Linked DNA regions of Mus musculus: all the other regions are linked to region 1. A link is a contact called in public HiCAR-type and promoter capture Hi-C data. All regions are on one chromosome and are shown on one strand. The core of a region is the stretch at or near the end of the contact, and the rest is flanking DNA. Distances in the headings are between cores, read along the strand shown. Region 1 holds the start of Slc2a12 (solute carrier family 2 (facilitated glucose transporter), member 12). Region 2 holds the start of Ccn2 (cellular communication network factor 2). Region 3 holds the start of Taar2 (trace amine-associated receptor 2).

What was found. Promoter capture Hi-C pulls out the DNA fragments that hold promoters and counts their contacts. HiCAR-type assays count read pairs that join an accessible place to other places.
Region 2: a HiCAR-type map of astrocytes shows a contact between it and region 1, with 4 times the contacts expected there. The contact joins the promoter of Ccn2 here to the promoter of Slc2a12 in region 1. A contact is called at or near these places in 1 of 39 promoter capture datasets (embryonic stem cells) and 1 of 115 datasets of contacts at active chromatin or transcription factors (astrocytes).
Region 3: a contact with region 1 is called in a promoter capture Hi-C map of embryonic stem cells, with 8 times the contacts expected there. The contact joins the promoter of Taar2 here to the promoter of Slc2a12 in region 1.

What each region holds. Positions count from the first base shown.
Region 1 is chr10:22,643,758-22,646,263 of GRCm38.p6, reverse strand. Slc2a12 (solute carrier family 2 (facilitated glucose transporter), member 12) reads right to left here and starts at 1,253. Exons shown (of 5, transcript NM_178934.4): 1 at 951-1,253. The coding sequence starts at 1,065.
Region 2 is chr10:24,594,188-24,596,693 of GRCm38.p6, reverse strand. Ccn2 (cellular communication network factor 2) reads right to left here and starts at 1,252. Exons shown (of 5, transcript NM_010217.2): 1 at 906-1,252; 2 at 596-818; 3 at 96-347. The coding sequence starts at 968. Gm15270 (predicted gene 15270) reads left to right here and starts at 891. Exons shown (of 5, transcript NR_163910.1): 1 at 891-1,053.
Region 3 is chr10:23,937,319-23,939,824 of GRCm38.p6, reverse strand. Taar2 (trace amine-associated receptor 2) reads right to left here and starts at 1,253. Exons shown (of 2, transcript NM_001007266.1): 1 at 1,230-1,253. The coding sequence starts at 1,253.

The sequences.
Region 1 (2,506 bases), core at 4-2,503:
CCCCAGGTGTCCATCCTCCATTAGATGAGGGAAGGAAAATCAGGCTAAGGCCCTAAGCCTGGAGCAAGGCATTTCTGGGGTGGGACCACTTCACTTCCGCGTGAGGCTTAGTGGATTCCGTTCCCAAATCATAAACATCCTTGGGTAGACCCATTCCCAGGTGGAAGGCTGTGAGTAACTTCTGTGTCGCTGAGCATTGGCGACTATTTGTAACATTCCACTTGGGAATGGAATGTATGATTGAAGCATGTGGCGCTGATGAGAAAGTATTAAGCAGAGGAAGAAGAGGGTCATTTGTATTGGGTTTGTCATACCACAATTAGTATATAGTCCCTTGAAAAAGAGATGAATAGAAAGAGGCACCAAGAAACAAACAAACAAGCGGACAAACAAAAAGGTGGAGGATTGTAAATCCACCGAGACAAGCATCTCGGTGAAGCACAGATAACACCATAAAAACTACTAAAGTTCTCTTTGGTAAGTTAAAGTATTCAACGAATCTCATTTTGAAAGGCAAGTTTCCAAGAAAGCAGGGACAAACAGGGGTGCAGTTTAGGGGCACGGAATAACTCATAATGTCCACTTGTTCCACACCGTTTGTTTGCGACAATAAGCAAAAAAGGTGTGTGCTCACAACTGAGGCTCTGATCCACCTTTCCAAGAGAGAGGAATGTGTACATTGCGTTACGTAAAGCAAATTGATGTAGCCCATCGTTGCAGTAGCTCCTGTTTCAATACATAAAGTCCCAAGGAGACTTCGGTCCCCGCATGTAGGGCTCTGGGTCACTCCGCGTCGCACTGAACCCTGCATTCCCGTTTCCACACATACGACACGCTCCCGGGCTGCGCGCGCACACGCACTCCCACGCACACGCACAGTCCGAAGGGGCTCGTGGGGACGACTGTCCCCTCTAGCGGTCACCCGAGCCAGCCCGGCCGTCTCACGTTACCTCCCGCGCAGGCAGGATGCCCTCCGCCGCTGGCTCCACAGCTGCCTTCGGTCTCCGCCTCTCTCCCCTTCTGGTTCAGCAGATTGGGGCCCTCTGTGTTTTCAACAGGTACCATGGTCACGGTAGTACTTACAGCTTCTCGCTCGCCACCGGACCACCCAGACCTACCGCGCTGACAGCAGTGGTCACTGTCCCCATGGGCAGCATGCTAAAGAAGAGTGGGAGGGGTTTGAGTGGGGGGGCGACCTTCGGGCAAAGCCAGTGTGATTTGTAACCAACTTTGTTTCTATTTCCGAAGGCTTTGCCCTTTTCGGTGACACAGGCTGTTGCTATTCCAAGCAGCCTATCACAGGCAAGGGGAGGGCCGTGTCTCCAGGATTGTTTTGCCTTTAGATGCGAGTTGGAAGCAAGAGGTTAAAAAGACTTGGGACTCAAAGGCAGTGTTTGGCCACCGGCTAGGGCTAGCTCTTGTGTTCCCGCAATTTGAAAAGCAGCTTAGAAAAAGAAGCATGCAGATTTAAATGCAAGTCTGCAAGCCAAGAGTAGGGAACAAATACTCACAGATGGTATCAGTTAATCTCGCCGAAGAGGAACATTTTATGTAAAGACATACCAGAAGGAAAAGTATTAATATTTCTTTTGTGGGCAAGCCTATTGCCCTAAAAGCCACAACACTCACCAGCTTAAACAAAGCGTAAAAGTTGTTTGTTTCAACGGGATTTGGGTCTAGGTAAATGCCTAGCATAGCTTTCTCTCTAGGCCCGTGGTACGGATCAAGGCCTGCTCCCAACTCCAGTCGCATGGATTCTTTAGACACTTTCTAGCCTGAGTTTATAGCAAGATAGTCCTTTTAAAAATGCACAGTTGACCTGAAAGCGAGGCAAACAGAGGATCTTCTGTCAGGTTGCTCGCTGGCTTGGCTGGCGGGAGGACACTCGGTATTCAGAGATGACTGGAGCTGTTGTAACATGAAACAAATCAGGGCACCAGAGGGAGGGGTGTTTTACTGGTCTATGAATGTGTACTTACATAAACAATCAGACAGACTGACATATTTTACCATCCGTTCTGTCCTTAGCAAATCATATCCACTGAGAAAACTGTGACATCACCTTAGAAACCACTGGGGTAAAAACTTAAACGTATGAAGTACTTTATAAGACAGAAATCAATGCTGGTTGTGTGACCTCGAGCGATTCTTTTCCCAAATAAAGCGCGTTAGAGAAAATGGGAGCTAAAGTAGCTTGCCTAAGCTTTGTAGAGCAGGCTGTGGCTCAGTGGTAGAGCCTACTACACACAAGGTCCTGGATTCAGAGTGCCAGAGCTGCACCAAACAAACAAATACACCCAGTGCTCTCGAACTCTTCAGAGCTGGTCAGGGGTGGACGGTAATTCTCCGGAGTTCTAACATTCCAGCCCTGTCCAACACTCTTTAGTTCTCCTCAACCTTAAGAGATGCCAGGAAACACAGATTCTCATACTAGCCATTCCTCTGTGAGGGAAAGCAGGTCTGCACTTGTCTAAGCAGTGACCTGTGTTTACTTATTTTGCACACA
Region 2 (2,506 bases), core at 3-2,502, 2.0 Mb before region 1:
CGGATAGGACAATTTCCCCTTAATTTGGTGGACTTGGGCATTGGCCCTGAAGTTGGGGAGAATGAATAACAGTAACTTTGAAGGTGACAACTCACCAGCTAGGGCAGGGCCAACTGCTGTGCGGTCCTTGGGCTCGTCACACACCCACTCCTCGCAGCATTTCCCAGGCAGCTTGACCCTTCTCGGGAAGGGGCAGTCAGGGCTGGGCAGGCGCACGTCCATGCTGCACAGGGGCACGCAGCCCACGGCCCCATCCAGGCAAGTGCATTGGTATTTGCAGCTGCTTTGGAAGGACTCACCGCTGCGGTACACCGACCCACCGAAGACACAGGGTGCACCATCTTTGGCTGCGGGAGAGGAAGACAAAGTTGTAGGTCAGGCGTAGGGTCACAGGGATCAGAACAGCTAGCTATATCACTGTACATGTCAAGGTGACGAGCTAGGGTCAGGACTGCAGGGGGCCGGTTGGAAGCAGCTGCGGATAGGGGCTTTTCTTTTTCTAGAGGGTATCACGCTGGACTTGAGAGAGGTGGTGGTCCAACACCAAAAGGTGAGGCCTCTGCAAAGGGGGCTGGAATGGGGCTGAGGGTCTTACCAGTGCACACTCCGATCTTGCGGTTGGCGGGGGAGCCGAAATCGCAGAAGAGGCCCTTGTGTGGGTCGCAGGGGTCACGCTCCGTACACAGTTCTCCCAGCTGCTTGGCGCAGACGCGGCAGCAGCCGCAGCCGTCCAGCACCAGGCTCACGCCGGCGGGGCAGTGCGGCGCTGCTTCGGCTGCGCACTGACATTGCGCGCTGCAGTCCTGGCCCATAGCAGGCTGCGGAGAGGAAGGGGAGGGAGGTCAGTCTGTGATCGCAGCTCACTCTGCCCTCCCTCCGTCCCTTCCGTCAGTCCCGGGGCTTACCCGGGTGCAGAGAGCGAGGAGCACCAAGGCGAGGCTGATGGGACCTGCGACGGAGGCGAGCATGATCGGGACGCGGTAGGAGGATGCACAGCAGGGTGCAGAGGCGACGAGAGGCGCGGCCGGAGCCTGGATTCGGACAGGGGCGGAGGTTGGTGTCTGGACGCTCCAGGCGGTGGCGTCTGGGGTTGTCGGCTGGGCTGGGGCTGCTGCCGTCTGGAGGAGGTCGGTCTCCTGGGGTCGGAGCTGGAGTGGATCTGGCTGAGTCTTCTTGGAGAGAAGAGCTGTGTGAGACTAGGCGGGCGGCGCTGGCTTTTATACGCTCCCGGGAGCCGGCTCGCCAAAGAACTGAATGGAGTCCTACACAAACAGGGACATTCCTCACATTCCTCCCCACCTTCCTGCCTCATCAACTCACACCGGATTGATCCTGACCCCTTGACACTCCACATTCCTCCGTCTGAAAAAGCTGGCACACTTTAGCTCGCCAGGAAAAAAAAAAAAGGCGCTGTGTTTCCAGCACAACACCAAGAAGTAAAACTTTCTCCATATCATCTTCTCACCCCTCCTGATGAAATATAACTTAGAAATAAACGATTATTTCTCTGATCTTTTCTTCTTAAAAATCTCTTTGCCAGTTCTGGCTACTGACATAAAAACTTCTCAAGACTCAAATAGCTCAAGAGGCAAATACCATGGGCCCCTAGAAATTAAAAAAAATATTTTTCTTTGTTTTGGATTTTTTTTTTTCTTTACGGGGCTGTAGTCTCTTGGTGTTCTTCTACTGAGAGGAGAAGGGTGCTTATAGCCATTTGAAATGCCTCCTCTCCTCCCAGAATTCCTATGTGCAACTTTTGTATCTGAAATACAGGCATTTGATCTTTGGTCACTGGAGATAACCATTTTGATGGCTGAAAGATATGAAAGCCAAGGATGTAGGTTCCCAGGGAGATTTTCAGCACTCTTTATGTAAGAACTTGTCTTCAGGGTCCAGGGAGGCAAGGGGAATGACTGGGCATGGCTTTTCTAGAAAAATAAGTTTATGAGTTCAGACCAAATGGCTGTGTTCAGAAGCTAAGTGTCAGGGAATATAGTGGGAGAAGAAAGAGGTATAAGGAGGCCAGTAGGGGTTCAGTTGGGATATTTTAAACATGGCTGTACTGAGGTCCAGGCTTGGATTTTTTTTTTTTAACTTATCCTAAAACCCATAATCTAACGATGTTGTTGGGGTTTGTTCTGTTTTGAAGTAAAGCACTTGTTTACATAACAGCAAAACCATAGACGGTTGTATCTAGTTATAATCCGGCTATAAACTAAGCATCAGTGCATAATATATTTTTACTGACTTCCCCAAGTGTCTACAATTAGTGATGAAGCCTCTTGCTACTCAAATAGCTTGCAGGCTCGTGGAGGGAGGTTAAATCAAGGAAAGCACAGCTTTATCCCCTGCTCGTGTGTTGATGTTAAAAGTAAACAATGTATCTAAGCTAGTCTCTGTTTCTTAGAACTGCTACTTAGTTTCTGTAAGGACCAATTTTATACACTGTGCATTCATTTAGGACCTGTGTTGTTTATTGGCTCTCTGTCTGTCTCTCTTTCTCTCT
Region 3 (2,506 bases), core at 4-2,503, 1.3 Mb before region 1:
ATAGGTGGTAGTGGTGCTTAGCTGTTTGGTTTTTGAGATAAGGACTCATATGACCCAGGTTGGCCTTGAACTCTTGATCCTTCTGCCTCCATTTCTGGAGTGTTGGGATTATACGTGTGCACCACAATGCCCAGCCTAGACGGGCAATTTTTGTTCACTTGTTGGAAACTTTCTTACCTGCATGTAATGTGTTTTGATCAAGCCCATCCCCCTGCCCTTCACCTCCACCCTCTCCCTTCCCCTCCCTACCAACTCCTCCCAACCTTGTGTACTCTCTCTGGCTTTAACCTTCTGAACCCACATGGCACTGCCAGTCTGTACATAGATTCAGGGCCATCAACTAGGGCCCAGGAAGTCCCTCCATCCATGTTGAAGTTTTGTCCAACTTCATCTTGTACATGCAAGAAGTTTGAATCCATGCATGGAGTGTCTCTGCCATGTCTGGACCTCTTACTCTTAAAATCTTCCCACCTCCTCTTCCTGCCTCCTCTCCCATGATCATCCCTACCTTGGGATACTTTCACTAAAATCTTTTCCCCATACATATTTAAAGTATATATAATCAGTTCTCAAACTATACTTATTTTTAGTACCTAAAAGTACGAGTTTCTATTAGTACAGTAATTAAAAAAAAAATAAAAGCCACAGGAAGGGACCGAGATGCAGATAGTATAGATACAAGATGATAATAGATAGCCAGGCAGACAGACAGACAAGCAGACAGATCCCCCACCCCTCCTCCCGACAACTCTATTTTCTAAGTGAAGTGACTTTAAAATGAAGCAATCACATTCCCTTCAGGTTTACTATGCTGTTCCCCTTGTCTTTCTTTTGTGAAGTGGGGATTCACAATGATCACAAATTCTGCTCCTGAGGTCCCTCTGCCTCACCTAGGGGGACACCTGTACCAAACACATCAGTGGGTCCTCATGAAAAACCCCCACTCTTTTCTGGGGTTGTAAATATTCATCTCAGAAAACGAGACATGTTGTCAAAAGGTAGTAAATTCTTTTGTTTCCACATTTTAACTGAGCTGCCTTTAACTGCAAATTTACAGTAAGCCCTGACTGACTCTCTAACCATCTGTAATCTTGCTTATTCTCTCTGCATGTGACAAAAAGCAAACAAGGACAAACAATCTCACTGCTTTACAGTAGTGGAGGCATTTTACTTAACACTCGAAGAAGAGAAAACACAGATCTTTCCCTTCACATCCCGTCTCCATGTACCTGCTGGGCTTCAAAAGATGCCATCGTGACTGCTTTGTGGAAGAAGCTGTCTCTTCTCCGCTCCCTGTGAATGCTAACGCTGAACTGTAAGACATGAGCTATGTTAACTGTGCTGCTTTATAATTTAACAATTGGTCTCAAGGGCATTGGATGTGTGCTGGGGAGAAGGGGAGGGCCCTGGTCATTCTGAAGTTTAACAGCTTAAGTGACCCTGACTACCCCTCTGTCCTTTTAGGAATCTCTGCTTGCTTTTGTTTTCATTACCCCCGGCACACTGAATGCTCTAAAACAGCTAGCCTGTAAAGGCTGTAATAGTTAATGGAACTCCTTCAGTTATCGGAGGCTCTCAATTCTGATTACATAAAGTTAGAATTCATGGAGAGATGTAGACTAGATAGGTGTCCCCTGCCACTTTAGGATGACCAGAATGAAGAAGCACAGTCCATACTTTATATCACATTTTATACTCACGGGATTTTCTCATCCACCGTTTTCCTGTATTTGGCTAGGGTGCAGCTCAGTGCTCCTAACCCTGCAGGAGTTACACGGTTATCACTGCCTTAAGTAACTCCACGAAGGCGCTCACATCCTCTCAGATATCATGTCTTTAAATCTGTTTACATCTAATCACAGATGCCTGTAGTTTTATTCTTCTTCTTTTGATATGAGAAAGTTTATTTTCCTCTGCTAGGATACACTGGTCGTTATATGACACCAGGTTCCTGCTTGGGGTTTAGCTATGCCTGTTGTCAGTGACCTTGGCTATTGTGGTAACGACTTTGGATCATTAAACTCGGATAGCCACGTGGGTAAACTGAGCTTTGAAGGGCTTTAGAGGACTCACTGATTTTCTGTCTCCCTCTGGAAGATCTTAGTGAGATTTTAGCAAGGTACTCTGCATTTTCACTTCTCTGGTCCCTACAAAATATATAAGTGACTTGATTTGACCTTTCTTGATAGCTTTCCATAAGGGAGAAAGATTAAAAAAAAAACATCACCCATTTAGAAATTCTGAGCAATGCAAGCTTATTACAACATAATCAGAAAATTTATATTTTTAAAGAAACATTCTAAATACACATATCAACCCAAATGATTATGAAGTTAGGAATTAATTTTTAATATGTAGCCGACAGCATTTCTACTCAAGAGTTTCCAATATCTTTCTTGGCTCTGTAAGGAATTATGCAAGTATTCTTAGAGGACAGGATATAGCTCAGTGATAGATCTCCAGCAATAAAAATGATTTTTATTATCTCCATCGTCGTCATCATCAT